4 separate regions of the Mus musculus genome follow, and regions 1, 2 and 3 are each linked to region 4. A link is a contact called in public Hi-C, HiChIP or PLAC-seq and promoter capture Hi-C data. All regions are on one chromosome and are shown on one strand. The core of a region is the stretch at or near the end of the contact, and the rest is flanking DNA. Distances in the headings are between cores, read along the strand shown. Region 1 has its middle 16 kb from the start of Ppm1a. Region 2 overlaps Rtn1 (reticulon 1). Region 3 has its middle 45 kb from the start of Ppm1a. Region 4 holds the start of Pcnx4 (pecanex homolog 4).

The links. Promoter capture Hi-C pulls out the DNA fragments that hold promoters and counts their contacts. A called contact is a pair of places that touch in the nucleus more often than the background predicts. HiChIP or PLAC-seq counts read pairs in DNA pulled down with a chosen protein or histone mark.
Region 1: a promoter capture Hi-C map of neutrophils shows a contact between it and region 4, with 2.9 times the contacts expected there. The contact joins the enhancer-like site here to the promoter of Pcnx4 in region 4. A contact is called at or near these places in 11 of 39 promoter capture datasets (the 3T3-L1 cell line, 3T3-L1-derived adipocytes, the C10 cell line and 7 more), 17 of 484 Hi-C or Micro-C datasets (CD4 T cells, CD8 T cells, the G1E-ER4 cell line and 13 more), 6 of 115 datasets of contacts at active chromatin or transcription factors (the 230-238 cell line, embryonic stem cells, extraembryonic endoderm stem cells and 2 more) and 3 of 9 other capture datasets (adipose tissue, liver and pancreatic islet).
Region 2: a Hi-C map of forebrain shows a contact between it and region 4, with 4 times the contacts expected there. The contact joins the enhancer-like site here to the promoter of Pcnx4 in region 4. A contact is called at or near these places in 2 of 39 promoter capture datasets (hippocampal neurons and liver), 3 of 484 Hi-C or Micro-C datasets (cerebellum, cerebral cortex and forebrain) and 1 of 9 other capture datasets (pancreatic islet).
Region 3: an H3K4me3 HiChIP or PLAC-seq map of embryonic stem cells shows a contact between it and region 4, with 26 read pairs. The contact joins the enhancer-like site here to the promoter of Pcnx4 in region 4. A contact is called at or near these places in 3 of 39 promoter capture datasets (cranial neural crest, hippocampal neurons and neutrophils), 2 of 484 Hi-C or Micro-C datasets (embryonic stem cells and neural stem cells), 2 of 115 datasets of contacts at active chromatin or transcription factors (both in embryonic stem cells) and 2 of 9 other capture datasets (adipose tissue and pancreatic islet).

What each region holds. Positions count from the first base shown.
Region 1 is chr12:72,743,523-72,746,222 of GRCm38.p6, reverse strand. No RefSeq gene overlaps it. Among named protein-coding and RNA genes, the nearest start is that of Ppm1a, 16 kb to the left of the region's middle. Within about 2 kb of position 1,297, at least 29 of the 459 cell types and tissues checked have an H3K27ac peak or open chromatin away from gene starts, as enhancers often do. A contact at or near this core is called in the G1E-ER4 cell line, the HPC-7 cell line, embryonic stem cells and 2 more, where this site is marked.
Region 2 is chr12:72,284,180-72,286,879 of GRCm38.p6, reverse strand. The region is part of intron 3 of Rtn1 (reticulon 1); the gene reads left to right. Among named protein-coding and RNA genes, the nearest start is that of Gm52013, 26 kb to the right of the region's middle. Within about 2 kb of position 1,424, at least 38 of the 459 cell types and tissues checked have an H3K27ac peak or open chromatin away from gene starts, as enhancers often do. A contact at or near this core is called in cerebellum, cerebral cortex, forebrain and 1 more, where this site is marked.
Region 3 is chr12:72,714,702-72,717,401 of GRCm38.p6, reverse strand. No RefSeq gene overlaps it. Among named protein-coding and RNA genes, the nearest start is that of Ppm1a, 45 kb to the left of the region's middle. Within about 2 kb of position 1,336, at least 10 of the 459 cell types and tissues checked have an H3K27ac peak or open chromatin away from gene starts, as enhancers often do. A contact at or near this core is called in embryonic stem cells, where this site is marked.
Region 4 is chr12:72,535,070-72,537,769 of GRCm38.p6, reverse strand. Pcnx4 (pecanex homolog 4) reads right to left here and starts at 1,413. Exons shown (of 11, transcript NM_026327.3): 1 at 1,231-1,413.

The DNA.
Region 1 (2,700 bases), core at 48-2,547, 210 kb before region 4:
TCAGGAAGATATACAAAAGGGAACAATCCCTCAGGTTCCATAAATGTACAGGATACACTTGAGGTACAGTGGGGAAGAGGTGGTACCCAGCCGGTTTTACATTGTGTAGTTACAGTAACTCAATTTCCAAGTCTTAAAAAAAAAAAAAAAAAATGAAGAAAATTTTAAAACTCAAGCAAGTTTTCTTCCCCCCTCCCTGCACCAAATTAGAAGTCCTAGGTAACAGAATCAAAGATCCAAAATGGGCAGACTAACTGGAATTTTAAAACTTCCAGAAATAGCAGGAGGTATGAAGTATAAAGATTTTTATCGCAGATATAAAGGAGGAAGCAGGCAGAGGGAAGATCCAGGCGAAAACATGGCTGGCCCACTAAACCAGACCCTTAGAGAGGAGAGGAGGTAGAGGGAGAGCGAGAAGGGCTGCTGACCCAGAGAGGTGGTTCAGGCCGAGAAGCCAAGAGGGCAGGGCAACCAAAATGGCTGAATTTATACAGTGTCAGGCTGGAGGACGAGAAGCGGAAGCACCGCCCCTGGGAGTGAAAGGTAGGGAGTAGGATGAGATGCTCAGGAAGGTGCCGCAGCCCGGAAGCCAGCAGTCGCTGCTTTGATATGTTAATAGACGCCTCGGCCGCTGGTCCCTAACAAAGATGACACAATTGCAATTTACAAAAATTAGTGTTTGGAAACGATCAAAATAACCATAGGCCATTAATTCAAACTTTTGGAGGCTGTATCGTAACTAAAGGTTACGATAACTAACCTAACGTAACTAAAGGTAACTCTGGGGAAATCTTGAGTTTTCTCAAGTGAGATTCTCATTTGTCCACTGATCTTGCCACTTCCTCCTTTCCGATCCACTCTTTCCACTCTAGTAATCCACAGAACTCTTCATCAGAGGAAAACATTTACACAGCCCATGAAAATAAAGCCTAGCGGAAAGGGGGACCCTGATACCATCTGTATTCCCTGAGAAAAACTGGGCCAAAAAAATGTGATTATGAGATTTCCTGAGTCATCGGGACCTGCTGGGATCTGCTAAAGAATTTCCCGGGCCAGCACACTATTGACTTACAAAACAGGATTTTCTCACTTTTATAAGACATTTCCATTTGTAATGACTTCGCTAAAGATTAGCTCTTAAAACAGGAACTCACACTTGACCTTTCACAGGGGCCCTGTTATAGCTCAGCTATATAGAAATATAAAGCTCACGGTGAGAAACCGTTTTCCTTATCAAAGGTAGCAAGCCTGGCAAGGGCTTGTATTTCCTTCCCCTTCCCTTTTGCTACGTTAGCCAATCACCTCAGATCGTGAAGTGGCGCTTCCTTCAATGGAGGGAGACTCAGATACCATCTCCTTTAGGGATAAAAGAAGGAAGGCATTTTGGCCCCCTTGTTCTCCCAAGCCTGGCTTAGGCTCTGGTGCATACTTTTTACAAGAGGAGTTGCCATGCCGAGCCTCTTTCCCTTCGTTTGAGTATTATTTTATGCAACATCAAGGTTGCTCTTTGTTTCTACCTTGCTTTTAAGAGGTACCTGTCTCTCACGCTGTCTCTGTTGTTAAACGTAATGAACAACATCTCAAGCCTTCAGAGGTTTTGCATCTTTATGCTTTGGTCTCCTTTATTCCCCATGCCCCAGGTGCCACCTTTCCAAGCCCAAGACAGCCCAGCCCAGCTTCCTTCTTCCCTGTCCTTCATTACCCCACACATCACCTTCCTTAACATCTTTCTCCCATTCTCATGATCCCTTTTCTAGCTCCAGAGTCTAGAGACATAAATGCAGACACATATATATATAATACGTACATTTATATATAGAACCTCCACATATGAGAGAAAGTATGTGGCGCTTGTCTTTTTCAGTCTGGCTTATTCAGTTTTTAACATAACGGTTTCCACTTTTCCTGCATATGCCATATTGTATGTTTGTTTATGACCTCAAATCACTCTGTAGCTGAGCTTGACCCTTGAACCTCTTGCTCCCCCTTCCAAGTGCTAGCATTACAGAGCTGTGCCGCCACGCATGCCTGGTTGGTTGTTGGGTTTCAGACTGAGATGAGGGCTGAATGAAGCACATATCTTACTTACTGAAGCAGACCTGACCTCTGGGCCTCCTCAGCTTCCCTCAGCCTGTACTTGGTTTATCCAATCTTCCACCCTGACCTTCCCAACCCAGGAGGTGGGCTCCCCTTCTGCCCCACAGACTCTTTCCTATATAATCCAGACATTTTGGTCTCTAAACCTCTTTTTCTCCTCCCCCGACTTTCTCTCCCCGCCCCCACCTGTCCTCTGTCTCCTTCCCCAGTTAACTTCCCTGGCCTCTTTCCTTGGGGCCAGCCAACTTGCCCGCACAGAGAGCGGTTTCCCAATAAACCTGCATATATAAAATCTGGCTTGAACTGGCTCATTTTACTGGCAGAGAAATATTAATGGTGATAGGAATAAAACCCAGTGCTTGGTGCAGGTTAAGCTTCACTCTGCCAAGTGAACGACAGCTTTAGCCCTTACCAGTTTTAATATCAGCAATGGAACAGGAATCCTATTTTACAAAGTATTTTTCTACCTGGGGCATTCTGGAACTATTTTAGTACATACATGTCTAAACTTACCTATACAATTTTGGCCTATCGTACAGAATTTTATTATGCTGACAACCTTCAGTCCTTCTGATCAATAGTAAAATAGTGATTTTTTAAAAA
Region 2 (2,700 bases), core at 175-2,674, 250 kb after region 4:
TTAGAATAACAGGATGAGTTTTCATTTATAACTTGGCAGAATTTAGCACTAGGATCCTGTCATGTTGGTTGTATTGGTTTTGGGGGAAGTATTTTAAAAATAAAGTTGCTATCATGGAAATGTTTCAATGTGCATATCCAAAACCAGAAACATTTTTCTTGCATAACCTCAGAACTATTGATACTTTAAATAAATATGTCATATTTCTCTAATACTCTTCCAATTCCCCCCTTTCAGTTGATCTATTTTAATTAGCATGTGAGCAAAGGTGTCTTAAATGATGACAGAAATCAGGGCAACGCTCTGTGTGCTAGTTGGTTATTAGGTAGGGCTCCTTTGTCTATGACAAACATTTTTTACCAGGAAAGTTTTTACACATAGAGAATCATTATGAGATTCTTCACTGTTCACATGGTTGTATGACTCTCTTATTAGCTCTGCTCTTGACTTTTTGGTGACCAAGATTTCATAGTCTTTATACTTCTGATTTAATGAGAAAATCAGAGACTATTCCGTGACTCCTCTTCTCTGGGAGGAAGCCTTGAAGAACCCAGGCAAAGTGGATGGCCAATATGCTGTGACATTGCGCTGCTTATAAATCTCGAGAGTATCTTCTCCTCTGACTGGATAGCCACTGCACTTTGTAAGTGTTATTGAGTCTGACTTTCAGCTGACAAGACTTTCTGGGGCATCCCCCAGAGAGCCGGATGCTGCAGGGTTACCAGCAGAGTCACCACCGTGGGTTAGTGAGAAACTAACAAACACCCGATCTAAAACTGGAGCGTTTGGAACAGTGTGTTTACACCTTACGCAATGCCGGTTGTATTTCAACATTTTCCAAAAATATCACACAAAGGTATTTAGAAAGAAGAAAAACAAATCTGGTTTGTAAAGTGTTTGTCTGAGGACTGCCACTGTTGCCATGGGATTCACAGAAGCAGATTTTCACGGCTTCATCAGACCGAGCCTGTTTTTTGAACAGGTTCCGGGGAGAGTGGGCTCCTGCTGCCCTGTTCTGGGTGTTTTCGTTAGACTTAACTCAGCCTTAGGAATATCAACATTTCCTTTGTACAAAAAGTACATTGGGTGATAATGCCTAGGTTTGCTTTTAGCAGACAGCTTTAGCGATACCAGATTTATTTTCCTATCTGCTGCTTGTTTCTAAATAGACATCATGTAACCAGCTTCACACGGCTCGTCTTGGAGCATAGGCAAATGTTAGCTTAATATTTGAGTGCCATCTGCTGTAAGTTCCATGGCATTCAAGCCCATCTGGCTTCCGTGCGGCAAGTCCCCTTTCTTTTTAACATCTCAGTAGAACGCAGCCCAAGCCTCGCACACTGATGGGGCCGACTCTTCCACTGATCACCGCATGGGGCTGCTGTCCAAGGATCATGTTCTCTTGGCTCTCCATGCACCTTTCCCGGAGACTTGTGCTTCAGCTTCGGGAAGCACGTGCAAGCGTGTGATGTAACTAAGCAGTCAGTGTGTTCCTAAGTCCCTTTGCTTTATCTGAAATAGCAGTCTGACTCTCAGTGGGTGAACATTTGCCACCTCAGTAAAGTTACTGAATAAACGATTATTAAGAACAGAGTATATGCTGGGCTTTTTAGAAGACATTGGAATGGAGGGAGTGGAGAACAGGAAGACTGTCTGCTGCCCTGACATCCCATCCATGAAGGAGATTAATGTATCCACACAAATGAACCCAGATAACTCAGAGCAAGGTGGTGATAGGCAGTGTGAAGTTAAGTCCAGTCCAGAGGTATAGGCAGTCTGGTTCATTTCTCTTGACCTACTTTTACTAGCTTTGAAGTCAAGTTGATCTGAACACTGAACATCATGAGAAGACTAATATTTCTATCAGTAGTTGTGGTAGGAGGTTCTAGAGTCAAGCAATCAGAATTGTAAGCAGGTCATGTAGGCTCATCTTTATTTACGTTATTAGACGTGTCTATACCCACACTCTCATGGATTCCTGAATCAAGTACATAGGAATTCCTGGGTAGGAGCTGAGGAGCCTAAGGTGACTAAGACCCAGTCCTTGAAACCAGACATTGGTAGAGACATGCAGCTAAAAATGATGTCACAAAACATTCCAGGCACACTGAAGGCCACACTTACCCCGGCCTCTCTGTGTTGCTGACTTACACTGCAACAGCTGAGCCGTATCTGTATTCATATCTTTCTGTACTTATTTATCCACAGCTTCCAAAATCTGGGGGCCGGGGGATTATTAGTGGAATATTGATCCCGTTCTTCTTCCCGTTCCCCTTTACTTCAAAGGAAGAGATTAGGTTGTCCAAAAGTAATAACAGTATTTGTTTGGTTTACTGGGGGTGGGGTGGCAAATACAGAAATAATTGTTGCTTCAATTGCCCGAGTACCAGTTTCAGATGCTGAAATGATGACACACTACTGCGGGGGGTGGGGTGCAAATGTGTTTTCTACCTGGCTTCTCCCTGTTATGTGGTACATTTGGAGTTACTGCATAGCTTGAGAAACTCAACAGACCTTTGTATAACTGAAATTAAACATTTAACCTCCATAGAGGCCATCAGGGATCAGGTACAAAGTGGGGCAGAGAGGAGGGATGGAGGAAGCTGCACATTCGTATTGGATTGTTCATACTCCCCAGCCTGAAGCCAGGAGCCTGCAGTAACCTGTGTGAAAGCAAAAGTAAAATTGAGTTTGGGGACT
Region 3 (2,700 bases), core at 87-2,586, 180 kb before region 4:
GCTTGATCACATGTAGGCAGGAGGTACCTAGGCAGAAAATACCTCAGGACATTTGCTTGCCCTCAATTGGACGAAGGAGAGAAGTGCATAGCTTTGTAGGTTTGCCTTTATAAGCACCTGTGGTATTGGTCTTATTTCAATTATGGCAAGGTTCTAGGGCTTACCTGTCTCTTAACAGTGAGAGGGAGGGGGGAGGGGGAGGGGGAGGGGAAGAGGGAGGGGAGGGGAGAGGGAGGGGGAGGGGGAGGGAGGGGAGGGGAGAGGGAGGGGGAAGGGGAGGGAGAGGGATCGAGAACAATCTGTATCGAGGTTAATTTCTGAGTCTTCTCACGATGAGAATTTTGTGACTGGGTGCCAGATGCAGGTGAGGTGCATGCTTAGCAGTGTGACCATTGTGTGTCAGTCACATGTCACATGTCACATGTTGAACTCAAGGAAAAGAGGCCTTCTGGTATGTCTGAAGACAGTTACTCATATAAACAAAATGAATAGATCTTTAAATAAAATAAATCCTTAAAAAAAAAAAAAAGAATTAGTAAAGCTTTGCACAATATAATTGAGTATCTATAGTCCCTTGAATGCAGTACTCATCCCGGGTTTGTAACTGGGATTACAAACCACTGAGCTCAGACTAAATGAGATTGCATGTCAGTTAAATATAGTTAGGATTTTACACACAGGGTCTGCAGTAAATTGTCTTTGGAGGGTGAGTCAGAGAAACAGCAACTGCAGACAGAAGGATCTTGAGAGAACAAAAGTGAGATTGCCAGGCTGTGCTGCTCACACAGGGAACGCTGTCCTTAACATGGTATTGTGACACCAACCTGAATTGATTCTGCGATTTCCTTGCCAACACTGGGTGGGCCAGCCCTTACACAAGGGAGGTGAGTGGTGGCGTTCACTCAGGACTGAGGTTTTGTAGGTAGATGCCATAGAAGTGAAAGGCAATTAGGCCCAGCATCTGTGCAGCAGGGTGACTTTAATGATGGGCTTGGGCATCTAAGAGGGTACAAGAAGAGAGGACAAATGTGCATTGTGAAAACCAAGGGCAGGGCGTGAAAAGATTACAAGTCAAAAAGTCCACCAGGGTCAAACAGGAGGAGTCCTGGGAGGCAGCTGTGGATGAGAGAAGGGATAGTACACGCATTGTTTGTGAAATGATAAATCTATGGGGGTGAAAAGTTAAGGGCCCTGAGCCCCTGTGGAAGAATGGAAAGCAAGATCAGGAGGTAGGAGGTGAGGGTTGTGACCAAGGTTACTAGAAAATCCTTGAGGGTAATGGCTGCTGACTTGAAGTATTGAAAGGCGCAAACCAGGCTCTTCCATTAGTGAGCAGAAAGCAAGGGAGTGGCCAGCCCACTGTTATTTCAGATGGGTGGGGTGGGTGTCTTTGGTACAGAATGAAAATAAGAGAAGAGGTTTTTAAAAGGGTGGAGTGAAATGGCCTGGAAGTAGCTCGGGAGAGGGAGGAACAACATTTTTCCCTCTTGGCTTGTGTGTGTGTGTGTGTGTGTGCGCGCGCGCGCGCACGCATGATGTGGGATCTACAAAATTAATAAAAAGTCTTTTTGAGGGGCTGGTGAGATGGCTCAGCAGGTAAGAGCACCCTGCTGCTCTTCCGGAGGTCCTGAGTTCAAATCCCAGCAACCACATGGTGGCTCACAACCATCCGTAACGAGATCTGACTCCCTCTTCTGGTGTGTCTGAAGACAGCTATAGTGTACTTACATATAATAAATAAATAAATCTTAAAAAAAAAAGTCTTTTTGAAAAGAGTGGAAACTTGTGCAAGAAACTACACATTATTTCAATAACTTGTCACGTCAGCTCACAGTTAAGCCCAGTCAATGATGGGTCAATAGTGTGCAGGGTTGCCAAGGACAAGCCTCAGCTTGGAGAGGGGTTCTGAGAAAGGGGTGTCTGGGAACAGCAAAACAAATGACTCCAAGTCAAATCACGGTTCTAAGCTGACAGCCTACATTCTGCTTGAGATAGCTTTCCAGATCTCTTCTCTCTCTCTCTCTCTCTCTCTCTCTCTCTCTCTCTCTCTCTCTCTCTCTCTCTCTGTGTGTGTGTGTGTGTGTGTGTGTGTGTGTGTATCTGCATGAGACACCTTTCTCTTGCTATTCTAAAAACTCTCTGGATAGCTCATCTCTTAGAGATCAAAAGCCCAGTCTTTTTTTTAAGGTATCACTTCAGTCATTACCCCAGGTTCCCACTTGATCATCCCCCCCATGGATCATCATCTCATGAGCTCAGCTCCTTGATTCTTAGAAAGAGACAGAAAGCGTAAGCACAGACAATTAGCTGAGTGGGACCACACCCTGTGTGGAGGGCCTTTTGGGGTGTCGCTTGGCAGGAGTCTGACATTGGCCAAGGATAAGAAAATGGGCTTCAGGCAGGAATCTGACCTTGGCCATGACAAGGAAGTAAGCTTGGGCAGGAATCTGATATTGGGGCATGCTAAGGAAGTAAGTTTCAGAAAGAATTTAACTTTAGGCTATAATTGGGAAATAGGATAAGGCAGGAATTTTAATCTTAGGGTGCAACAAAAGAAGTAGGCTTCAGGCAAGATTTTGGGCTTGGACATGGAAGTGGGCTCAAGTATTTTGGTCATTATGAAAAGCCCTTTTAAAGAACTGCCATTGGAGTAATCTCGGGACTTTGTCCACTGCTTTGTTAGTTCCTTATTGTACTGCT
Region 4 (2,700 bases), core at 164-2,663:
TCCACGGCATTATTAGTACTGGCAAACTCTTTTTGCCAATGGCTAATGGCTAAATAATACAGGGCATATCTGCCTAATATACTAATAAACAATAATGAATAATACAAGCTGCAACATAAAATTCGCTAGATGCACGCACACAGATCACATGTTTTAAGGTTGTGTTTATATCGAGTATCTGAAATAATTTTGTTGAGACTAAAGATTAGTGATTGCCTACAACTAATAGCAGGAATATTGGGGAGGAGAGAGAAAAAGCAGCTAAATAGAAAAGATTTCTTTTGGAGGTAATCAAATTGCTCCGAAACCAACTTGTAGAGATGATTGTGCAAACCTGTTGAGATGCTCAAAACCAGTAAGCTGTATACTTCCAGAAAATGAATTGTATGTACCTCAGGAAAGCTCTCACAGAGGAGGATGCAAAGGTCCCCTGCCCGGGATTTTCCACAGCAGTTAATAACCAATAGGCATTTCCTAAAGGTAGGAAAGGCATAACCTGTAGCTAGCCTGGGATCCAGGCAGTTAAATCACTAAAATGGCAATATCTGTACTGGATGCTGTGAGAAATTATGGGTGATTGGGTGTGAATGGAAGCAGATATAAAATAATATGAATGCTCTCTCTCTAAACTCAGGGATTTAATGAAAAAAAAATAGAACCATAGTGGAAAAAATGAATAAGGGGAACATGAGAATAAGAGAGCATACAATTCAGAGGTCTAATAAATAACGAATGGGATTCATTTTTAAAAATTCTGGTCTTTGACACGCAAAGGATTATATAGAGACAGAGAAACCTGAGAAACGCGCTATACATATCCAGGAGGCCAAGAATGAACAAATTTTGGTCAGGAGGGCTTGAGACAGAGATAAACCAAGAAAGAGTGATCTTACCTAAGGGGCATAGGCCATGAACTTGATTAGAGTAACATGGCCATCCCTCAGCAGGGCCAAAGGGCCATTCTCCATTTCACAGAGGCCTCTCAGAAATAAAACGTAACTCCACGGGCTGCAAAAGTATTCTCAGTCACATTAAAGCCAAACTGGATCACTACCTCGATCAACTCAATTTGCTCAGTACATTAAAAAGAGCAATAATTGCATTTAAAAGCTGTTTCATGGAGAGCGAAAGATGTTTCTTGAGGTATTAAAAGGTGAAGGAACCCAGTAGTACCCAGGGGTGGAAACTAAGGCAGCAACGAAGTCTCAGGTGTGTTGGGGACGGACATACCTGGAGTCACCGCAGGGGAGAGGCGACGCGAGGGCGTCCTGGGACCACATCTCCCCAGCTGAAGTCGGTTGGGAACTCCTGCCCGAGGATGGATGCGGGCCCCGCCAGCAGCTGACCGGAGGCCTCCAGGACCGCTCCCGTTCCCATGGCTAAGATCAACTGCGCTCGTGCCTCCCAGGGGTCAGTGCGCACGCGCGCTCGGAGGCGGGGCTGTGCGTCTCGTCCCGCCCCCTGCCGCCTGGTTCTGCCGGAGGCGGATTCATGTGTGCGGCACAGCAGCGCAGGGTAGGCGGGGTTTCCTCCGCGCAGGGCCGGGCGGGCTAGTGTTGTGGGAGACGCCCAGACTTCTTCCGCACTGGTGCTCTGGTTCTTGAGCGGCCTAAGCACCACCTCTGAACTCTCACCCGGGCCACGCCCAGACGAAGGAACGTGGTTGCCTTGGTGACGAGTCCATCGTTTGGCAACCTCGAGGCTGGAGAGCTGGATGACTTGACTGTCTCTTGGGGAGCCTAGGCTTTCCAAGATTGGCAGACCCGTGACTCAGAAGTGCAATAAAAGTCCAATCCCCCAGGGTTCGGATACCTCCATTAATGACTACAGAACTAAGGCCATTCAAACAGCCTCAGGGATGGGAATGTTTTTAAATGGTAACATGTGCCTGTTATATTTATATTTTTGCTCTTAGTATTATAGTACTTTGGGCACATTATAAACTATATCCATGTAAAATAATGAACCTGTCTGTGGCAGCGAGCCAGGGCCCAGGGACACAGGTTGTAGATAGTCACCCTAGCAACTGGATTTTTTTTTTTTCAAGAGATCTCCATTCAAGTGAAGTTGGGATTCTTGAATTTGCCACAGGAAAAAAATTCCAGGGCGAGCCTGTATGAAGCAGAGTTGGAGTCTACAAGTGATTTTTTTTTTTTTTTTTTTTTTTTTGGTTTTTCGAGACAGGGTTTCTCTGTGTAGCCCTGGCTATCCTGGAACTCACTCTGTAGACCAGGTTGACCTCGAACTCAGAAATCCGCCTGCCTCTGCCTCCCGCGTGCTGGGATTAAAGGCGTGTGCCACCACGCCGGGCTACAAGTGATTTTAATATAAAATAGAGGGACTGATAGATGTGCTCAATGACAGCGTAAGACACATCAAAGTGTGGGGACTTCCACTTTGCATGTTACGTATACAGTGTTGGTGATGTCTGAGGTTATGTAGGAAGCTCTGCTAAGGAAGTTGAGTGATATCAGAAGGTTCCTGAATTTGGATCGGATTACAACTGATAAAGTAAAAACAGTGTTTTGAAAAATATGTTTATAGTCTTGTTTGGAGAGTCCCAAATACTTTCAGGTTTACAAATACTTAAGAAAGGTGTGAGGTCATAAATACTTAGGCCTTAAGCATGGCTCGCAGGTATTTTTCCATTCTTATTTGAAATGATTCTACATGAAAGGAATACTGCCTTTTTATAGGTAA